Linked DNA regions of Mus musculus: regions 1 and 2 are each linked to region 3. The links are chromatin contacts, called in public HiChIP or PLAC-seq and promoter capture Hi-C maps. All regions are on one chromosome and are shown on one strand. Each heading gives the region's core, a stretch centred on a gene start, on an enhancer-like site or on the middle of the called end of the contact. The rest is flanking DNA. Distances are from core to core; before and after follow the strand shown. Region 1 holds the start of Gipr (gastric inhibitory polypeptide receptor). Region 2 holds the start of Fosb (FBJ osteosarcoma oncogene B). Region 3 holds the start of Fkrp (fukutin related protein).

What was found. Promoter capture Hi-C pulls out the DNA fragments that hold promoters and counts their contacts. HiChIP or PLAC-seq counts read pairs in DNA pulled down with a chosen protein or histone mark.
Region 1: a contact with region 3 is called in an H3K4me3 HiChIP or PLAC-seq map of embryonic forebrain, with 5 times the contacts expected there. The contact joins the promoter of Gipr here to the promoter of Fkrp in region 3. A contact is called at or near these places in 4 of 39 promoter capture datasets (cranial neural crest, embryonic stem cells and hippocampal neurons), 2 of 115 datasets of contacts at active chromatin or transcription factors (embryonic forebrain and forebrain) and 1 of 9 other capture datasets (adipose tissue).
Region 2: a promoter capture Hi-C map of liver shows a contact between it and region 3, with 4 times the contacts expected there. The contact joins the promoter of Fosb here to the promoter of Fkrp in region 3. A contact is called at or near these places in 5 of 39 promoter capture datasets (cranial neural crest, hippocampal neurons, liver and 1 more), 2 of 484 Hi-C or Micro-C datasets (B cells and embryonic stem cells) and 2 of 115 datasets of contacts at active chromatin or transcription factors (embryonic forebrain and large pre-B cells).

The regions. Positions count from the first base shown.
Region 1 is chr7:19,163,854-19,168,990 of GRCm38.p6, forward strand. Gipr (gastric inhibitory polypeptide receptor) reads right to left here and starts at 2,274. Exons shown (of 14, transcript NM_001080815.1): 1 at 2,209-2,274; 2 at 1,115-1,271; 3 at 667-769; 4 at 185-292. The coding sequence starts at 1,171.
Region 2 is chr7:19,306,999-19,311,839 of GRCm38.p6, forward strand. Fosb (FBJ osteosarcoma oncogene B) reads right to left here and starts at 3,047. Exons shown (of 4, transcript NM_008036.2): 1 at 2,308-3,047; 2 at 122-442. The coding sequence starts at 2,433.
Region 3 is chr7:16,814,817-16,819,365 of GRCm38.p6, forward strand. Fkrp (fukutin related protein) reads right to left here and starts at 1,916. Exons shown (of 3, transcript NM_173430.2): 1 at 1,884-1,916; 2 at 248-310. It overlaps Strn4 (striatin, calmodulin binding protein 4), which reads left to right and starts at 1,073. Exons shown (of 18, transcript NM_133789.3): 1 at 1,073-1,818. The coding sequence starts at 1,537.

The DNA of each region.
Region 1 (5,137 bases), core at 1,024-3,523, 2.3 Mb after region 3:
CCCTGCCATAGCTCATTCATCCACACATACACGCAATAAATAAAGACAAGAATAAGTAAATCATGTGACAGAGCCCAGGGGACACAGGCATTGGGAGACACCTAGCTTGACAGACAGGGTCAGCTGAGCAGGAGGGGCTAAGTGAGGATGGAGTCCCGGATGAGGGGTGCGGGGAGCACCTCACCCTGACGGAACCAGGGCAGATACCAGGGGCAAGACACCCGAGCAGTGGTGTTGGCGGCCGTGTAGTTCCAGCAGGCATACATATCGAAGGAACCGTTACAGGCCAGGCCTAAGGGAGAGGGAAACAGAGCTGAAGGAGAGGGGCGGTCTGGCTTTTCATTCTTTCACACCTCCAAGTTGCACTAGCTCCTTATTGGCCACAAGCTTCTCCCATCAAACCTCAAGATCCCACCCATTCATCGTCCTAGCCCCACTGCAGGTCCCTCCCACCAAGTAAATCCCAAATCCTTATTACTCTCTAGAAAGTTCAATTATCAAGCTCCACCTCCCCAAACCCGCCCACTGCAGGTCAGGTCCCGCCCAGAACTCCTCCCACCTCCTCTGCTACCTTCCAGGATTCTTCTGTCTTCAGACTCCAACCCTGGTCCTCACAGCCTACCCGAACCAAGCCCCACCCACATCTCCCAAGCCCTCCAATCACACCTGAGGGAGGTTCTGTGGTCTCCAACATCTTTTGGCACTCCTGGCCGTAGTGCTCCCAGCGCTGGTACAGCTCCCCCGTGGTGGTCTGCCCCTCAGAGTCTGTCTAAGAGAAGAAAGAAGGGAGGAGCCCCGCAGGGTAACCTCCTCCCAGGCAGCAAGCTCAGCTGGGAAAGGCCAGAAGAACCCTTAGAGATATGGAGGAGCTGTCCATTTTTTTACGCAGGAGTTCTGGGTGGCTCAGAAACCTCTTAGATGGAATTGGGGTGCCTAGAAAATCGCCCAAAGGAAGGGGTAGCTTGTCCCCACCTGGAGGACTTGTGAGGGAAACTGTGTGAAGAGAAACTACCAGTTTATACAGGGAGGGGGGCGAGCAGCCTTAAAACTCTCCCTAATGTAGGGAAAGGCTTAAAACCACCCCAGAGCGCCTATTATCTCTCGAGGTCCTCACCTCCGCCCACTGGAGTCCCCACAACCACAGCAGCAGAAGCAGCAACCGCAGGGGCATCCTTGAAAGGTGATGGAAACTCTGGCCACTCGGAGGCAGTTGGGCTGGAGGGTCCCAAGGCAGAACCAACTCTTGGGCTTCAGTCCAAGTCAGTGCTCACCTGCCAGAAGCACATGGCGTCTGAGGCCACGCCCCCCATTTCCGCACGTGAGGATTTGGGGCGGAGCAGGACTAGGCGCGGCCTCCAGTAGATAAGTGAGGCTGGGATCAGCTAAGCGATTCCCAGGTCCTCCTAAGTGTTGCTGAGGCAGCCAAGGTGGAAGGGAGGGGTGTTTGCTGAGGGGCCTGTTGCCCTAGAGCTGTGACAGGCAGAAGCGTCAGTGTCACCGAGAGGCTAGACCGGAGGGACTCTTGGGAACCTGAGACCTCCTTAGAGAGGAGAGACTAGAAACTGTCAGTCAAGCCCTGAAGGGAATTTGAACCGATCATTTGAGTTCGCATCAATTTATATAGAAGATAAAAGCCCAATCTTCTAAAACTTCCCTGGCTTCAAGAAGTCAGAGGGACAGCGCTCTCCCAGCATCTAAATATTTAGGGAACAGAGAGATATTAGACCCTGGGTTTCTGACTTTTGGACGTTAGATGCTCTGAAAATCCTTCTAACCCAACTATCACCCCCGCCCAGACAATGTGAATGCAGAGTTTCAAAAGGGAATCTCAGAGCTACAGAAAAGAAAAAATATAAGACAAACAAACAAACAAAAACACCAAAAACCAAAAAACCAAAACAAACAAACAAAAAATCACGGACTCAGTTATAAGGTATAAGAACAGAAAGACTTGGGGACAATGAGACACAAGCGAGAGATCAGAGCCTAAAGGGCAAAAAAGGAGATAAAGACAAAACTGTGGCTCAGAGACAGAGGAAGTGACTAGGGAAGAGACAGAGAAGGGGAAAGAGTAGAAAAAGCCCATTTAGAGATTAAAAGAGGTGAAGAGATGACAGGTCAGAGAGGCAGAAAGAGACAAAGATTGAGATAGGGGGACAGTCAAGGGAGAGATGGGCCCAGGGCAAGGGCTTGATGGAGACCCCTTACCTGCACGGAGTCCTGTTCGCAATCTCCACTGACACAGCTGCCCTGCCTCGCCTGCCAGAGAGCTCTGGAAGAGGTGACAGGCGCTGGCAGCCTGGGGTGTTGGGAGGGGGCGGGGCCAGGGCGGACCAGAGAACAGGAGGGGGAGCTCTGGGGAAGAGTGGGAACCGTGGAGCAGGCACGTTTATCACAGCCATTGTGTCACGTAGAGGGAACAGTCACACAGTTATGGTTCCCCCCTCCCCCAGGCCACAGAACACACTATGCCAGCCAGCCACTTACACAGCCTCTCACGCTGCCTCACACAGGATCCCAAATGCTGAGCAGGAGAGCGACAGAGACTCACAGAGTGAGACTCCGTGAGTAACAAGTTCATTCATAGCTCTACAACTAGGACTATGCTGAGAGAGCCAGTCTTTCACCCACAGCTTCCCAATCACTTGCAGGGACAAGCGGCTGTGTGCCCTGGGACGTGGACACTTCACATATGTGTAAACACAGCCTATAATCTTAATTACCACTGCCTTTCTGTTGTCATTGTTTGGTGTATATGTATGTCATTGTATATGTGTGTACGTGTACATGTGTATGCGTGAAGGACCAGAGGACAACCTCTGATGTGATTCTTTTTTTAAAATTTTTTTTATTATTATATGTAAGTACACTGTAGCTGTCTTCAGACACTCCAGAAGAGGGAGTCAGATCTTGTTACGGATGGTTGTGAGCCACCATGTGGTTGCTGGGATTTGAACTTCGGACCTTCGAAAGGGCAGTCGGATGCTCTTACCCACTGAGCCATCTCTCCAGCCCCTCTGATGTGATTCTTAAGTGTTGTCTACTTCCTTTGATTTGGTCTTTCAAGACAAGATTTCTCTGTGTAGCCCTGGCTGTCCTTGAACTCATTACATAAACCTGGCTGCCCTTGAATGCAGAGATCTGCCTGCCTCCGACTCCCTGGTACTGGGATTACAAGCATACACTACCCAGCTTAATTTATCTTGCTGCATGCATAACAAGGACTTTACCAAGTGAACCATTGCTCCAATCCCTGATTTGTCTTTCTTTGTTTTAATTTTATGTGCATGCATGGAGGCATGTGTACCATATTCATGCAGTGCCTGAGGAGGCCAGTAGAGGGCACTGGATCCCCTAGAACTGGAGTTACCCATGGTTGTGAGTCTCCCCATGGGTGCTGAGAACTGAATTCTGGATCCTCCTGAAGTGTTCTTAACTGCCATTTCTCCAGTCCTGTTTCGTTTGTGGTTTTGGTGTGTGTGTGTGTGTGTGTGTGTGTGTGTTTTAAGAAAACAGAGTCTCATTCTATAACCGAGGTGATCTCCAACCTTGGATCTCCTGCCTCAGCTTTTCAAGTACTGAGATTCAGATTTCAATGGCACAGGCTCATGCAATGACCACATCTGGCTCCACATTTGGCAGCAGCACTATCAATCACTCGATAGCCGCAACTGGTCTGTGTCCCTCAGGAGGACTGGACATCCAGAGCAGAGCCTCAAGCAATGAGTGTCCAGGACATAAATGTGCCTGGCTGTGTGGTGATGCACACACCCATTCAATCCTCTCACAACCCAAGCTGAAACACACACGCACACACACACACTGTGCTGAGTGGCCACATCTGAAAACACTGTCCCTTGTGACATACATCACAATCCCCCAGAGACTATACTGTGTGTAACAGCATAAACTCCTCAGGGAACACCAAGATGCCCATTCTCTCATTGTCACACCCAGTTTTGTATGAGCAGACAACCATACCATTGTTCCATCTACACTCACAAGCCACAGACTTTCTAGAGGGATTCCAGGGATGGAATTTAGGTCTTCAGACTTGATGGCGGTCACCTTTAACCACTGAACTACCTTGTCGGCTAATGTCTCCATTTGTCCCAAGCTAGCTTTGAACTCATCATCCTGTTTTGATGCTGGAATGAAACCCTGGTTCTTGTGCATGGTAGGCAAGCACTCTAACGGTTCACTGTGCTCCCAGCCCCTCACTGGGGGATTCTAGGCAGGGGCTCTACCACTGAGCCACACCCCCAGCAGCAGCTCACTTGGGGGAGTCTCTTGCCTCACTTCCCAGAAGTTTAACTTACATTTGGGGGCCACCACTCTCATCTTAAGTATGACCCTTCCCGGCCCCACAGCCAGTCACACGGTCACATGTCCACACATTGTGAACCCTACTGTCACACATTAACATCCAGTCTTGAAATGGTCCCATAGTTACAGGAACCTATATATCACCCACATCTTTACAACCTCTACTTTCAGGATCTTCCATCACCCCAGATATAGGGAACATCTGCCCGTGGAATGTAGGATGGGGAAATTTGGAGCCCAGCAGTGTCTCCTGCTCAATACACATAGCCAGTTCAAGCTGCTTGCTTGCTCCCATGGGACCTGTGTGATAAGTGGGCCAGAGGCAAGCCTGCCCATTTTGCAGAGGACAAGCTGAGGCCCAGAGGCCCCAGGAAGGGCAGGGAATGGCCTGAGGTCCACATCAGAAGCAGGGAGCAGAGAGAATGGGGGGGGCGGGGTGAGGGTCCTTACCGCCTGGCCCCTGGGGACCTCTCTGCTCTCTGCTCCACATTCCTGGCGTCCTGTGGATCCTGGGAAAGTATCTGTCCCTGAAGTGGAGCTTGAAGAGGGTCTGAAATTGAAGAGCACCTCGTGGACAGCTGGGGCTGGATCCTGCCGGGCTTCAAGAGGGCATGAAGGTCACTGGACTGGAGAGGGAGGAAGGGGATGGGACTGGGGTGGTAAGAGGGTAGGAAAAGAACTTGAGACCCAGAAAGATAAGAAGCAGAGAGAGGTCAGGCGATGGTAGTGCCTTTGATCCCAGCACTAAAGAGGCAGAGGCAGAGGCAGATGGATCTCTGTGAGTTCGAGGCCAGCCTGGTCTTCAGAGAGA
Region 2 (4,841 bases), core at 1,797-4,296, 2.5 Mb after region 3:
ATAACCACTCCTGGCTTATGCTGTGCTAGGGATCTTCATGCATGGCAGCAAGCACTGTACAAACTGAGCCCACATCCCTAGCTAGGCTCCTCCATCCCAACTCCTGAGGCCTCATACTTACTGTCTCTTCTCGGGGTCTTCTAGGCCTGGCTCTGGCTGGACGGGCAGACACAGGTCCACTGGTGGTTGTGCTGGTTGAAGGCCCACCACTTCCGCTTGCCCCGCCAGTGCTGTAGGCACTCAGGCCTGGGGTTGAGTAGCTGGTTCCTGGCATGTCATAAGGGTCAACAGCTGGAGGCTGGGAGGCCAGTGGCTGCCCCTGGGACTGGGCCATGGAAGAGATGAGGGTGGGTTGCACGAGCCACTGAAGATCCTGGCTGGTTGTGATTGCGGTGACCGTTGGCACGAAGGAGCCGGGCATTTCCCCGAGACCGGCGCACTCCTACGGGGTGAGACATACACACACAGGCGTAGACACACAAACAAAGCCACCGACACACACACGCCCAACACACATAACACACACCGACCCCTGTGAGTGAGCACAGGGTGAGCGGGTGTGGATGTGTGTGTCACAGGCAAAAAGCCACAACACCCACCCTTCCACTACACCGTGACGCAGTGGTTAATGAGAGATTCTGTTCAACTGCCTTCTACCTCCTCCTTCTTCCTCGGGGAAAGGTTGCACGGTTCCAGCGGGTGGTGAATCACACCCCGGGTTGGTGACTCTTAGGTGTGGGGGGGTGGGTGGGAGAGGAGGCTGGACAGAACCTGGTGACAAACCTCCCGGGATGGAGCCACAGACATTCACACACACATACAGCCAAAACACCCCACCCCCACCACAGAGGGAGGGAGAGGGAGAGGCCTTAGCCCAAGCCTTCCTCTCCTCCACTCACACACAAACACACCCCCCACTGCATGAGGGCTCCCGCAGGGGCGGAGATCCCAGTTCCAACGGTGTTGGGGGACCGGCCTAAGAGTTGAGAGCATCCCTTCCGAGTGTCTGTCTCTTCCCCAGTGAGACTGACAGGTTTCAGTGAACTGATAGGCAGAGAAAAGTGACAGCGAGAATCTCTCAGACTGTCTTGCAGGGGATGGGGTGACATAGGATCTGCGTCCCCGAACCCAAGAAGCGTCCATCACGCCCCCCCCCCCCCTTCCCGCAAGTGGAATCCTAGAGGCTTAACTACTCTAGGGGGCGTGGCGAGGGAAGGGCTGAATCCCTGGCCAATCAGAGCCCTGGGAACTAAGGGAAGGCAGACCTTTTAGAGACCACCTGGCTGCCTCTCCGTAGGCTAGCTCATCTAGTGTTTGAACACCTCGGAAGGACTGAGTGTCTAGAGCTCAGGGAGCACGTATATGTGTGCCTGGAGAAGGGATGAGGCCTTCAGTTCCCCCTTAGAGGCGCTAACACTCAGCCAAAAGCCTCTAGCTTATGACAACAGGACCAGGTCCACACAAGGTCCTCGCAGACCCATGGGGTGACAACGAGTCCCCCGATCGCGACAAGAATCCCCTAGCTCTCCCTCTTGGAGACCCCCAGCACGGGAAGAACCACAAAAAGCAAGGAAGGGAGCTACGCTCTACAAATAGGAAGGGAACGCTGATTGGCTAAAGCTCGCGCCGCGACAGCCAATCACAAAGCCACGCTGCCCCCTCCCTTAGCAACGTGGCCTCGGCGTTCCAAAATAGAACGTGCCCGGGACGTCAGGGGCGGGGCGGGCGGAGGGGGCGCTGCGCGCTGTGCGTGCCCCGCGTCAGACGGAGGATTCCAGCGCGTCAGCCTTTACGCACGGGTCCCCCGTTACGTCTCCGCGCAGGAGGCGGAGGCAGCGTGACCGGGGTTCGAGGCCCTAACTCTTGCTGGGTGGAGGGTGACTGCGGACTTGCAGTCCGCGTTTTGAAGGAAGAGGGAAGAGGAGGAGGCTCCTGGAAGCTTCTCTGGAATTTTTTGTTTCTTTTTCTTCCCCTACTTGCCTAGCTTCGGCTTAGGGAGCCGGCTTTCGGCTAAAAGTTCTCAGCTTCTGCTAACCACCGGGTATATACTTTGCACCGGGCATCGCCAACGTTTGCCCAGCTGCATTCCTTTCCCGCGCTCCGCGCAAATAACCTTTTGCAAACATCACTCCATTCTTTGCAGTTTGCAAACAACAAAAAACCAAAGTGCAAACCGAACTATTGCAATCCCAGATCCTGGGTTTTGGCGCGTCTCTATTTGAGAGGATGCTCAATCTACACTTTAGCCTGAAAGAAACACCCCCCCCCCCAACCACTAAAGTAGAATCTTTACGATCTAAAACTTACCTGGGAGGCGGCGGCGGTGGGTGGACTGCCGAAGGAGTCCACCGAAGACAGGTACTGAGACTCGGCGGAGGGTGATGAGCTACACCGGGAGCCGGAGTCGTAGTCTCCGGGAAAAGCTTGAAACATTTCCCTGGGCACAGGGGGGCCCCTGTGACCACGCTGAGGTCGCCGGGAAGCCAAGGCTATGGCCGAGTGGAATGAGATGCGAGTCCGGAGTAGACCGGACACGTCTCCAAAGTGCGCTGCTCGGGGAAGCTTAGTCTCCGGTTCGGAGAACTGCCCAAGTTTCGATGCAAGTTCCCTCTGCAAGATCCCAGATCCCCTTCAGACCGCCGCTGTACCTCCTGAAAGTCCAGGCTCTGTCGGTTTCACGGGGGGCGACGCGGGGATCGCTCCCCGCCCAGAAACCCGCCGGGCAGTGCCGCGGTGCAGCGTGCGCTTCAGATGCAGTTCCAATCCTGTCGAAGCGTCCCAAGAAATGAGGGAGAGCAGAGGGGCGCGATCCAGAAGCCCACAGAAAGAAAGTCTATCCTCCGGACGAATCGGAAGAACGATCTAGAAAGAGTCTTGCAAAAAGGAAACCCACAAAACTTTCTCTCCAGTTTAAAAATATATATAAATATATATATATAAATTTTTCACGGCCTCCAAGAAGAAGAAAAAGAAAGAGTCACCAGTAGTCAAGTCCAGCAAGCCCCGGCTCCGCGTGTCCCCGGCGTAGCCGCTCCAGTCTTATGAATGAAACCGGGAGCTGCCGGGCTGAATTTATGCCTCCGGGACCCGCCCCCGCGCTTGCGTCACCCGCAACTCCATGCACAAACCTCCCAAACTCTCCCTTCCCGCCGACTGAGCTCCTTGTGGCGCCCTCCAGGGCCTCGTGCACCTGCCACCTGCCCATAGTGTGACCCTGGGGGTCTCGGGGGTCCCCAAGGCTGCGTTCTGAGGGGCTTCGCGGGAGGGGATCCCGCCCCGCCCTCCCCGGAGTTCCTGTGACGCAATTAGCCATATAAGGAGCTCGGCCAGCGCGGCCCAGTGTTTGTTTGGTATCCTAGCAATTACGTCAGAGGGAATCCCTCGCTCCTGCGCGCGCCCGCTGTTGCGCTGTGCGGAACCCGCCCGCGCCTGCGCAGTTCCACGCTGTCCCGGAGGCTGAGATTGACAGGCGCCTAAACTCCCTCAGAAGGCCCCTGCTGACCCGGGTTGGAGAAGGTGCAACTCCAGATCCCAGGTCTGCTTATACCCCTGGGACCCCACCCTCCCCAAACCGGTGCAGCGCCCCTGCTGGTGAAAAAGAGCAAGGTCCCCAGTGCAGATTCTGGCGAGAGGGGTATAATCAGTCTAGGTGGGGAAACTGAGGCTCAGGAGGAATTGGAGAGTCTGTGATATCTCCAGGTGTAGGGATGGGTAAGGATGCAGTCCCCTCCCCACTAGCTTTGTCACGGATTCTGTGTGACTCGGTGAGCTTGGAAAATGTGCTCCCTCCCTGATCTAAAACTTCAGTACTCATAGCTAAGCAAAGGATAGGTGGCTTTTCCGGGTCCCTGAATCTGGGGGACCTGCAGAATTGGAGCAGGTAGGAACCCACACCCGGTGAGTTCTTCAGGCTTGATGGTGTTGGAAGCCTCTCCTTCCCACTTAGCTCAGGAGACAGAAAAGAAAGTGTGTATACAATAATAATTGAACAATAATAATTGGTGGTGTCTGGTGGTGGTGGCAGCTGCGGCAGCAGCACACATCTTTAATCCCAGCAGAAGCAGGGAGATCTCTGTGAGTTCGAAACCAGCTTGTTCTACAGAGTGAGTTCCAGGACAGCCAGGGCTACACAGAGAAACCCTGTCTCGAAAAATAAATAAATAAAATACTAGTGCATTAATATAATCGGTGGCATGTGTTTAGCAATCAGCAGGTATCAGCCCCAGCAAGATGGTTCACAGGTAAAGGAGCTTGCTACACATACCTGACAACCTGAGTCCCATCCCTGGGACTCACGGTGGAAGAAGAAAAATGACTCCTAAAAATTGTTCTCTGATCTCCACATGCATGCAAAGACAGAAAACAACCAGTACTCATATGTAGTAATAATAATAATAATAATAATAATATCAATATTAATGATTTAAACAAAAGGGGATGTGAGGGCGGGAATGTAGCTTAAAGTGGAATGAATGTCTAGCATGTGTGAAGTCCTGGGTTCTATCCACATCCAGAAGGAAAGAATATATATACACGTATTGTGAACATCCCCTCCCCCTATTGTGAACATCCCCTCCTCTTTCTACCCTTTGCCCTCCTCCTTTCTCTGTCTGTTTTTGAGATGGGGTCTCATTATGTACCACCTTTGGCCTGGAATTCATTCTGTAGGCCAGGATGACCTCTACCTCTTGAGTGTTGGAGTTAAAGGCACCTTCCACCATGCCAGGCATATCTGATCTTATGTCCTGCTTGTTTGTTTGTTTGTTTGTTTTTAAAACAAAGACTAGAATTTACTATGTACCCAAGGATGACAATGAACATCTTGCTCTCACCTCTATATT
Region 3 (4,549 bases), core at 666-3,165:
TAGTCTCCAGAACCCAAACAATACAAGGAAAGAATCAACTCCGGCAACTCAGCCTCTGACTTCCACACATGCACATGCACACAATAAACAAACACATGAAAAAAATCTAAGCGTATGCATCACTTGGAATTAGCCTTAGCCTTTTCAATCACAGTAGGTACAAAAAGGAGACCCATTCAGGAAAGCCTTTAAGGACATAGAAAGGGCAGTTACCCATGTGATTACTGTGACATCCAGGGACTCTTACCTCCCTAGGTTTCAGGCTGAGGGTGATCAAGAAGAGTGGTTTCACCTTGGGTCATCTGCCCTGCTGAGGGAGGAACCAGAAAGCATCAAATGAGCCAGCCCCTCCCAACAAAGTGCAATTTCATTCTACCCGCCCGTGAAAGTAGCTAATGAAGTCACAGACTCTTTTGTCTATTTGAAGTCCATAAGCCTGGTTACCACTTCAGTCGTCTCAGGAGTGATGTGGTGGGTAGGAGTCATCAATTGTAAGCTATAACTATCCCTCTTCCATGATGGTGTCCAGAAGGGCAGAAGTGACAGCAACTGTTACCATGACAACCTCTTCTCTAGACTCATGCATCCTTTGGAGCTAATCCTAAACATCCCCTATCTTACAGGACCTGATTGCTAGGATCATCAGACTGTGGGAGATTGCCCTGTTATAGTAACCAGGGCATGGATTTAACTGTTTCTCATCTCCCTGGAAATGGTCCAGGCCCTGTAACCATAGCAACTGTCCCACAGCAGCACTTGTCTTCTAAATAAAAACACCTGGTTGGTTTATCCATGGACTTTCCATAAGGGAAGGGGAGATGGTTACCATGGTAATGGCAACTGGGTTGGCTGGGGGAGGAGTGGGACAGAGGCATTCCTCTTAGAGGAATGTCTTTGGGGCTGGGCCTTTTTTCTACCTGAGCTCTAGGTGAGGGGAGGTTGCTATAGTAACTGATGAGGATAGGGTCAGAAGAACCACCAGGGACTTGGGTTACCTTAGCAACCTCCTCCTAGTGCAATGATAGTAGAGGTTTGGGACTCCACATATGCAAACTGGGAAGGGGCCTCCAGATTGGATAGGGTTATTATGACAACCGACTTCCTCTGGTCAGAGCCCACTCCCCACCCCAGGTCGTCTTTTTTGTTTTTTGTTTTTTTTTTCTTCACTAAGTGAAAGAGATGGGGGTGTATTTGCATTTGGAGGGGATAGGACTCTGACATTGGGGAGAATGCAGAAAAAAAAGTCCGGTCTGGTCTCTCGACCGCAAAGGAGACAATTGCGAGGGACCCTGGGTCCTTTGCCTACGTAGAGGCAGTCCCTCCCCCTCCCTGTCAGCACCCCCGCCCGCGCGCACCACCGGGGTCGACCCGGGTGGGTGGGCGAGGCTCGCGCCCAGCCCCGTGCTTGTCCCCGCTCCCCTCGCCCGCCCAGCGCGCGCGCGCGCGCACACGAGGCGGGGGTGTAGAAGTGTGAAGCTGCGCGTCCGCGCAGGCGCGCGAGGTACAGCGGGCGCGCGGGCCGGCCCCGGGGCCTCCATGATGGAGGAGCGAGCGGCCGCCGCGGTCGCATCGGCCGCCTCCTCCTGCCGCCCTCTGGGCTCGGGCACGGCTCCCAACCCGACGGCGGCGGCCCCGGCCTCCAGCCCTGCTCCTGGGCCCGGCCCGGTAGGAAAAGGAGGTGGCGGCGGAGGCAGCCCGGGCCCTACGGCGGGCCCGGAGCCCCTCAGCCTGCCGGGGATCCTGCACTTTATCCAACACGAGTGGGCACGCTTCGAAGCCGAGAAGGCCCGCTGGGAGGCCGAGCGCGCCGAGCTGCAGGTGAGCGCCACCGCTGCCCTCCCGCGCTCCCCGCCCCAGTCCTGCCCGGCCCGGCCTCGCCTCACCCGCCGCCGCCGCCGCCGCCATCTTGGAGCAATGGCCGCCGGGACGGCCGGGAGGGGGCGGGCAGGGCCGGCGACGGGCCGGCGGCGGGGTCCTCGGGGCCTCGGGGCGGACGCGGGCCGGGACCGGTCAGAGGATCTGAGCAGGGCCGAGTCTGCCGGGAGCCGCGAGTGGGAGTGACGAGCCCAAGCCCAGAGAGCCTGTCTGGGCGATGCGACTCGGGGTTCCCGGGGGACAGAGTGCTGAGAAAGTGGATGGGGTCTGCGCGAATAAATATGCCACGCCTCGCCTCCGGATCCTAACCAGATGCTGGCTGTCAGGGTGGAATGGACTAGATGTCTAGTGGGGTGACACACTCTTAACATCCACTGGGTGCAGGGAGTGAAGAGAGGAAGACTGGAAGCTGGCATGGGGTACCTTGGGGGAGTGGCTGGCCCGGAGCAATTGAAAGGTGGGAGGAAGCTTGATAGGAAGGGGTCCCAGGATGAAGTGTGTGGCCTCCTGTCCAAGAAGGACACTTTGGGCACGTGTGGCTACAATGTAGGGACACATTGGGATCGTTTGGGTGGAACCACGGAGAGGGTAGAGGACATGTTTTGGGCTCCCCCAGGAGAGCTTGAGAGTGGGAAGCGACATTTTGGGTGCTTTAAGGAATTAGAGTTCCGTTATGAAAGATTTGAGGATGTTAGGTAGAAACCCCTGAACTGTTAGGGCGTTTGTTGGGTATATTCAGTGGGAAGACAGGAGCGTCTGAGATGCTGCACACGGTGAAGAGGGATGGAGGTGCCTTTGGGTGATGAGTAGGGGGAAAAGACAGCACGAGGAGGGACTCCGTGAGGGAAGTGATTGTGTAAGGGCCTCTAAAGGGACTTGATGGTTTGTGGAGAAGAATGTGCCAGGTGATGGCTCGTGGAGTAGAAGTTGGGCTGGGCTCTGTGACCTTGAGCTAGGTACTGCTTGTGGGGAATCAGAAAGGTGAGCACTTCAAGGCCTTCAGGGATGGGCCCCCAGGAGTCAAATGGTTCCTAGGCTGGGATGTTATTAACAAAAACAGTCAGCGCTTGGTTTCTGGCAACCCATCTTTCTGTTTCCAATGTGCTCTTTCCTGTCAGATTGAAATGGAGCCCCAAATAAGTGACTGATTCAGTTTTTGTCCATGGGATGAATGCCAAGAGCATTTGAATTTTGTGTATGTAGCTCCCATCCCTGAGAGAGAAGTCCTTATGTAAGTGCTCCTCGTGCTGTGCCCAACTCTAACTCAGGCTCTTTCCCAGCATACATCTCATCAGATCTTCTCAATACCCCATTATGTAGGCAGGGCCAATGTCATTACCTCACTCAGCAATAACGACAGCAGCTGCTATTTATTCAGGGCATATTATGTGCCTGACACTGTATTAAGTATTATACATGCTATCATTTAATTCTTGTGGCATTCTGAGAGGGGAAATGGTATCCCTTCCTCTCTTTTTTAATAAGCAGGGGAGGGAGATGCTACGGATCCCAGCAGTGGTGGCAGTGCTGACTGTGTCTTTTCCCTGTCTGACACTGAGCACAGGTGAGAAAAGTCTCTAAGGAAGCTTAGAGACCTCACCAGGTCACCCAGGCCATCACAGCAGAGCTTGACAGGGGTACAGTTGACAGCTTTCACTGTGTCAGCCATGCTGTGTATCCCAGACTCCACTCAGAGTGTACAGTATGTGCTGCCTCCTAAGAAGAGGTCTTCCCACTCACTTAGTGACCTTCTGTGGAGTCACAGAGCATGCTCTGTAAGGCTCCAGCATCACCAACTTCATGCTTTTGCTACTTTTGTTGCATTCTAAGTCAGACATCAGGATGTGTGTGTGTGTGTATGTACATGTCCTGAATGTGTTAGAATATACCACATTCGACACTTCATAAGTCATACATTTAGTTCCCTTTCCCCATTAGCAGAGAATACTTATTTTTGATAGCTTGGGTAGTATTCTCTTGGGTATTCACACCATAGCTTATTTATTTTGACCCTTGTCAATGGATTTTCAGGATTATTTCCATCTTTCCCCCTGCCCAAAATGGCTCTGAGGCCTCAAGAGCAGCTCAGTTGGTAAAGTACGTGCTGCGAAGGATGAGGACTTGAGTTTGATCCCCTAGAGTCCATATGAGAAAACCAGGTCTGGTGGCACACACTGTAATCCAGTATGGCAGGTTTCTGGCGCTCACTGGGTAGTCATCCTACCCACCAAGAGAGGGAGAGGGAGGAGAGGGGTGGAGGGGGAGGATGCACATGAGAGAGAGCTAAGCTCCAGGGGAGGGTCCTGAGGAATGGTGTGTATGTATACACACAACACAAGATATGGCTTTGCTGGCAGTGTTTATCCTGTGAGAGAGTGACGTGGAGTAGTGAAGTGGATGTGTTTATAAAATGGTGATTGCTCCGTCTTTTGTGCTCTTTACATTTTTACTTATTTATTTTACTTTATTGTTTTGTTTCAAGATAAGATCTCTCGCTGTAATCCTGGCATTCACTATGTCGAACAAGCTGACCTTAAACTCACAGAGATCCCTTTGCCTCTGAGTGTTGGGTTTAAAGGTGTGCACTGTTGTGGAGATCAGGTGACAAATTGCAGAAGTTGATTCTCTCCTTCTACCATGTTGATCTTGAGATGGAACTCAGATAGTAGGCTTG